2 separate regions of the Capsicum annuum genome follow, and region 1 is linked to region 2. A link is a contact called in public Hi-C data. All regions are on one chromosome and are shown on one strand. The core of a region is the stretch at or near the end of the contact, and the rest is flanking DNA. Distances in the headings are between cores, read along the strand shown.

Evidence for each region. Hi-C and Micro-C count contacts between places; a contact is called where the count stands out from the background.
Region 1: a contact with region 2 is called in a Hi-C map of leaf, with 6 times the contacts expected there. The contact joins two enhancer-like sites. A contact is called at or near these places in 2 of 5 Hi-C or Micro-C datasets (leaf and placenta).

The regions. Positions count from the first base shown.
Region 1 is chr6:170,788,948-170,792,643 of UCD10Xv1.1, forward strand. LOC107873013 (SWI/SNF complex subunit SWI3C) reads right to left here. Exons shown (of 9, transcript XM_016719702.2): 9 at 3,177-3,696. The coding sequence ends at 3,679. Among protein-coding and RNA genes, the nearest start is that of LOC107873013, 21 kb to the right of the region's middle. Within about 2 kb of position 2,419, at least 4 of the 5 cell types and tissues checked have an H3K27ac peak or open chromatin away from gene starts, as enhancers often do. A contact at or near this core is called in leaf, where this site is marked.
Region 2 is chr6:170,613,179-170,616,974 of UCD10Xv1.1, forward strand. It overlaps LOC107873015 (putative tyrosine-protein phosphatase auxilin), which reads left to right. Exons shown (of 8, transcript XM_016719705.2): 7 at 117-293; 8 at 2,431-2,887. The coding sequence ends at 2,469. Among protein-coding and RNA genes, the nearest start is that of LOC107873015, 9.7 kb to the left of the region's middle. Within about 2 kb of position 2,308, at least 5 of the 5 cell types and tissues checked have an H3K27ac peak or open chromatin away from gene starts, as enhancers often do. A contact at or near this core is called in leaf, where this site is marked.

The DNA of each region.
Region 1 (3,696 bases), core at 1,169-3,668, 180 kb after region 2:
ATTTCTATCTCTCCCTTTTCTCAAATAGTAAAAATTGTTTATAACAAACCAATAATGAAAACAAGATATGCTTCTTTATACATGCACATTTATTACTTGAGTGCTATTAAATTATATATATCTTCACTGCAATTTTAAACTGTTAAAATTAATTAAATTGCTTGATTAATTGGTATTTATAATTTATAAGTTTAAACTGTTACTCGCTCAATTTCTTTTTAGTTGTTAGGTTTTGCTTTTTGAAAGTTAATACTATATTAGATTAGATTAATTTGATATTTTAAAATTAAAATTTAGATATTCAAAATCTATATGAAAAGTACTACAAATTGCAATGTTCTCAAATTATATTTTAAAATGTTGATCAAATTTTATATTATTTAACTCTTCAAAATACAACTATAACAATTAAGACAAAACGGAGGGAGTAATTAATTTGGATCATCCACTTTAAGTAATCACCAAAAGTTCTTTAATTTGTTTGATCTTCCAAATGACTTTATATGGTGCGTCGAAATAAATAAAAAGTCAAGGCTGTGAAATGTTGTCAAAGGCACGAGAAAGAGCTTGCAGTATGGAAAGAATAAATGTTACGTTAATTAATAATATGGTCCAATAATTTCAAGCTAGAAATAAAGACAACTGCAAGAATCTGACCATGACTTTTTAGACAAATACTTGTAATGTTTGGTTACGTATTTTCTTTATTTAATTGAAGATTTCATAATCGAAATGATTATATTTGTTTAATCTTTACAAACATAAAACAAAAAAAAAAAGCGACTAATTAGACATTAATTCTTCATAGTAGTTGTAAACTTAGTCTCATCTTGGACTAATCCTTGAGATAAATTCAAAAATAATAAAATGGGTCAATTTTGAACAGCCAAAAGCTGTGTTTGGTAATAAGGAAAAAAGAATGTTTTCCAAAATAAGCCATTTTCTAGAAACCAAACACGAAAAAATATTTTCCTTCTTTTCTTATATTTTTCTCTAATAGTTTATTCTAAATTTTGAAGAGTATTGAATTGTGAGGAAACGTTTCTTTTGGAAACAAATTTTAGATAATTACTAAATTCCTAATGGCACTATTTACGATTTAAAATAGACATAGTATAATCCAAACATAAGAAAAACTAATTATTCCCTTCCTCCCGACTAATGTGATGGTGTTTGATTTAATACAGAAATTTAAGAAAGAAAAATAAACCTTTTATATTTCAGATCTAAAATAAAGCATAACTATTTATGTCGTTATAAATCATCTTAGTAAGACATAAATAAATTTAAGTTAAATTATTAATCAAATATTAAAATTTATTAGTCAAATATTAAAATTTATTACTTTTTCTTCATAGAACTGGCTGGCTAATAAAGAATGTTAAAAAGAAAAGGAAAAAGAAAGAGTCAATTCGGTACATAAAGCATCTCGTTAGTAGGAATTTGAGGAAGGGCCATACGTGAAAAATAATAATGCAGATAGTCTGCTCTAATTGATGCAAGGAAACATTAATAATTGCTTCCACAATTCAGATATGTGATCTAACTTTATCATTATTCAAAGGCTCACATTCAAGGAAATACTCCCTCTATTTTTTTTTTTAAAACGATATAAATTTTGATCAATATTTTAAGATATATTTCTTAATTAAATTGAAAAGAAAAAAAATGTAATTTATAATATTTTTAATTTAATTTTTAAATATTTAAATTTTAATATAAAAATTAAATTAATCTAATTTAATTTAATTTTATAACTTAATCAAATTAACTCACGAAAAATAAGAAAAACAATTAAAAGAAAACGGAGAAAGTGCTTGTAATATTTGCCGACATCTCTTTTAATCATTGACAAAGGGACAATTCCAAAAATAGAAGTACGTAATAATGGGACTTTATTGTACTCAGTAGTCAAACTAGTTGAGCTTCAACCAGTAGAGCCTACAAAAGGTTTGACCCTGCACCAACAAACAGACTGGAACTCTGCTTGCCTCTGTAACCGTTGAAATTCTTTTTCTTTTTCTTTTCTTCTATTTTAGAAATACAATTAATGAAGAACTCCCTCCGTTTCATAATAAATGAATTATTAGATTTTGACACATATATTAAGAAAAAAATATTAAAAATATAAATTTAATACAACTTTTTATTTTTACCTCCAAAAAAGAAAAAATTGACTTTGTAATACCTTTTTAAAAGTTAATTGATTGTCAAATCATAAGGGCAAATTTGAAAAAAAAATTCAATGATTCACTTATTTTGAGACACTAATAAATGCCCCAATAATTCACTTATTCTGAAACGGAGGGAGTATTATATTACATTATATAAGTAGAGAGCAAAATTGTAACTACAAGCTTGACATCACCAGTACTTCTATACTCCAGTCGAATAGCTTTCAAAATGTCTTTGGCAGTGCGGATCCAAGATTTTTTTTATTTTTTTTTCCATCTGGTGTTCGGTGTCCGCATTAAAGTCCCAACTAATCCGGATCGCATGTTGCAGGGCCCATTAAGATGGCAGCGCCCCTAATAGAGTTTTCTCCATACTCAGGGTCGAACCCTCGATCTCTGATTAAGGGTGAAGCAGCCCCATCCACTGCACGACAACCCATGTTGGTGCAGATTCAAGATTTTCACTAAGTTTTGAAAAGTAAAAGTATAATACTTGAGATTTAAACTTGAACTTCAAGATGAATTTTAAACCTTCTGGAACAATATACCAGCCGCTAATCTTATGTTTTGGGAGGTTCAAAATCTATAAATATACAAAAAAAAAAAAATAATAAAAAAATAATAATAATAATTAAAATGCCTTGTTTGTGCAGTTTTACTTTTTGGACCCCCTCGGTATACTCGAAATCCGCCCCTTGGTATAGGTAGACAAAGGGATTCGACAAACAACATAAACAATTTGATTTCTCAATAACAACATTACACTACAATACAAGAGATTCTTAGAGATAACAATTATTATAATAAAGAAATTCACAAAAATTTCAGTTTTCTCGGACCACACAATCCATTTTTGGTTACGAAAAGGCCAGAATTTCATTGGAAATGTTTTGACTGCAGTAAAGCTTCTTATGTCGATGAACAAATTTGTTTTTTGAAACTGAGGTGCCATTTAGCTGGCCCAAACTTGTTTAGGACTGAAACGTAGTTGCTGTCGTGCCATTTAACCCTCAAACCGTAGTTATATTACTCTGGAAATCGGCTACAAACGACTACAAATGTAGGAATCGGCACAACAGTTTTGTTACACGACTTCTATGATCAAGAAAAGGCATGTACCGAAAACTGTCATACAGATAGCCCTGTTTTCTCCACCTGAATTACCTGTACTGCACAAAACTAAATTTCTAGATCCCTAGTCTCAAGACTTCTTGTCCAAAAGTGTGTTATTTCACAGTAGAAACCGAAATATAGTACAAGTTGTTTCTACGAATAAGTTTAGCTGCATACGGCAGCAACTAATGTGAGCGCTCCTGCTCGGGTAATAAGGCCAATGCACTGTCAGTCCAAGCTGCAGCTTCAGTTGATGGGCTTCGTGTATGTCTCAATTCGTCTGACAGAGCAATGCAACTGGAATTCATTTGTTCTCTCGCCTCAATAATTGCGGAAATGACGTGAACCGATCAGTAAACTGACGCAAATCCAAAGCTCAAATCACTCTCACTCAACCTAAACCAGATTT
Region 2 (3,796 bases), core at 1,058-3,557:
CAGTAGTTATGGGCTTTTGCAAGGTTTACATAGTTGTGACCATAGTTCTTGCAATGTTGAAGGTATTGTATCAAGTGTCCTGACATAGTCCATTGCAACTATTGAATGCTATGCAGGTATTGTGGCCTGAATGCGGTTGGCAGCCAGTTTCATTGACCGATCTGATTACTTCTACATCTGTCAAAAAAATTTATCACAAGGCAACTTTATGTGTCCACCCAGACAAAGTTCAACAGAAAGGGGCCACAGTTCGGCAGAAGTATATTGCTGAGAAGGTTTTTGATCTTCTCAAGGTACGTATATATGTTTATCAAGTGGTGAATTTCACAGTTTTAATCCTCATTGCTGACATGTATATGTTTGTCATTTGGTTCACGTATTACTTAGAGGGTGTTTGAGTTGACTTATTTTAAGTAGCTTTTGGCTTTTAAGCTCTTTTTTATTTTTAGAGGTGTTTGTGAAAGACAAAAAGTGCTTTTAAGCACTTGCTTTTAGGCTGAAAATATTACAAAAATAAGCTAAGCCTTTAGCTTATTAGCTGCTTCAAAAAAGCCAATCCAAACACCCCCTTATTTGTGTATGTGGTAAATAATAAAGTAGCAGTGGTTAAGCGGGAATAATAATACATAAAATGTTAGGCAAAGATTAGCCAACTTTTAGAGCATTTTGTTTTTAGACGATCTTTATACAACATGCATTGTTGTTGATACATATTGTCATTATTGTCATTCTGTATTGTATCTCGCATCAAATAATGCATGAATTCCCTCATAACATATGTTGGTGTCAAGTTAAATACTACAAATCAAGCACTACATTAGTTATATGGGGATTGGTTTCCGTTATTAGGTTGGACACTGCATTAAATATTCTTTTATGTGTCCATCCAAACATTATATTATTTATGCGAAATCTTATGTAGGGATTATCTTCACTATTGACCCAACAAATAGCCCTAATGGAGTCAATAATATGGGAGCATAATAAGGGATCTAAAAATGTGTTGGCCATGGAGTGAACCATTTTTCTTTTATCCTAAAGAAAAATACTTTATCACAACCAACTCAATGTTCAGACACTTAACCTCTTTGGATGAAAAAAATGATTTTGTTGCTTTAGCTGTGATCCTGCTAAAAGTTCATACTCAATAGTTGGGTTAAGGTTTTATATGATTAAAATTTAATATTGGAAAAGAAAATCACTTAATATGCTAGATTAAAAATGTGTCATAAGTTCAAGTCGAATAAATTTGATAATTTATATGGATTCAACTAGTGATCCATATCATATATGATGCTTCTAATTTTGAACCCAAAAGTGATGCTGCTAATGAAATATATTTCTTTCCCAGGGTGTAATTATGATATTTTGGTTAACTGCATATAATGACTGCACTTGTAGTATTGTTTGTAAAGGGAACTGAAATAGTTGAGAAGTAAGGATATGGATAGGAGATGCCAATTTTATAATTAGTGTGAGGAGCAGTCAAACCTTTCTTATAATTGCTACTGAAATATAGAGTTATAGCAAGGAGCTCATCGAAGAAAAAGAAGCAAACTGACTTGTCGGGAAGGTTGAGGAGCAGTTCAACTCATAATAGTTATTCCTCTTTATAAATTAAATGACACCTCCTAGGGAGTCCATCTAAATAAGTCAAGATAAATGCTTAGTTTGCTTGGCAGTTCAAACTTAACATGTACTGGTGCCGTTGCCCTTGACATGTACTGTTAGGCAAAGCTGAACAATTTTGGGTTGTTTTGTTCTTATGAATTTTACGGCAAATGAATCTAGTGTCTGTATATGTCAATTTTTAGTTGCTCGGACTCTCCAAAAATGTTGCCGCATCCGTGTCGGGTCCTCCAAAAATGCACTACTTTTGAAGGATGCGACACGCATCCAATGACATTTTCGTAGAGTCCGAGCAATGTATGTCATTATCTACATCATCCTTTTGGAGGGAGTATGGAATACATACAATTAATTCAATCAAAATCTTTGAGTGGAATGGTTAAAATTTTGATGTACACGAAAACTCTCCTTCATATGATTAGGGGAACCAAAAAAAAGAGAAGTATCACTGATCACTTATTCACTTCTACTGTGCTTCCAAATCTCTTGATATACATCTTTTCCTTTGGTTAACATTACTTCCTTATCTCTTGGAAAGTAGCTACTACAACTTTTCCTTTTATACCAACTAAATCCAGCCAAAAAAGAGAAGAAGTGGATGAGCAGTCTATGATTGTGGCATATACATTCATGTGTCACAACTCACAAGATCTAGTACTACATTTTGAATGTGCCAACTGTTACCCAGTGTCGCAGTTTGGTATTGTGTTCTCTAGTATGGAGTACTGTTATCTGTCATATGGTGTAATATGCACAGGAAGCATCATGCTGTTCTGAGATTATTCTGAAATTTGACCACAGGAAGCATGGAATAAATTCAACACAGAGGAACTAAGATGAGTTCGAACAGCTTTAAGGTCTCCTTACTGAAAGCAGATGATTAACTGCTGTCCCTTTGCTTGGAAGAAGCAACGATGTATGAGTGCTCTAATTGTTGTGCGAATTGGCTCAACTTTAATGTTTTGGTGGACTGACACGATATTTAGTAGCTTCACCAGGAATTAGTGCCATCACGAATGTGAATGTTTACAATCTCCGGCGATGTATTTAAAACGGAGTAGCTTTTGGTTCTTGGAGTTGTCAGATATATGGATATCTTCATCAGCAGCAGTAGGTTTTTGTGCATAATTCATTGATTTAGGTGAAACACCATGGTTGGTGACATGTTGCATGTGAAACACCTATCGGAGGTCATAATATTTTGCTCCTTTTCTTGTGCATGAACGCGTATATATAGATGTACCGGTTTAGATTTCAAGGATTGTGTTTCAATTGAGGTTGGAATTTTTCAGTGATCTCCATGAAATTGTTTGCTAAAAGTAGGATCATATCAGAATTGTTCTTTTTTAAGTTTTGAGGGTTATATTAACATTCATAAAAAGCATCTAATGAAATTATGAAGAGACATCTTCCATTCATATCAACGAGGATTCTTAAATTCTTAAATCTTAAATTATCTGGAGTGATATGAAGCTACAGCTAGCCGATCGTATTATTCTGTTAAAAAATCTCTGTTGATAGAAAGATTCCTTAGATATATAGATAGAATAGATGTTAAATGGATAGACGAATTCATTGAGAGTTTTTGGGCTGGAAAAGCTCGTAGATTTAAATGAATCATTTTTGTTGTCTCTCTTCTTCGCTCCCCACCCCAAAATTGGCACATGGCACAGCGGTCATTCGCTTTGTGTGAGATCGGGCGTCAAATCATATATCATTTTGGTAGGAGTTGAAAATTACCTGGATACAAGTTGTGAACTGTTCTTTTCTCCACTTCCTTCTAGCATTTGATTTGCCAGCCCAAAATATTCTGGTACTGCATTTTTTGAAGTTCTTGAAAGGTGAACAAAAGACATTAAAATGACATATTGCAACTGGTTGACATGCTTTATTAGTATGAAATTTTTTCCGAATTAAGCAAGTCTACTGAGCTCATTTCTCTCTTGTTTGTCTCCTTTTTTCTGACCCTATCATGAGGAATAGTAGTAAGTAGATCAATAATGGAACATCTCTCACAATTCCAAGTTTTTAATTTTATTTGTCAAAACAATTACCAACATTGAGAGTAGCGTTTTACGTGACGATGAACCCATAATGAAACAAACACCAATATAAATTAGAGATGATCCAGACTTTAATTTAGTATCCAGACTAATTTGTTTTTTGT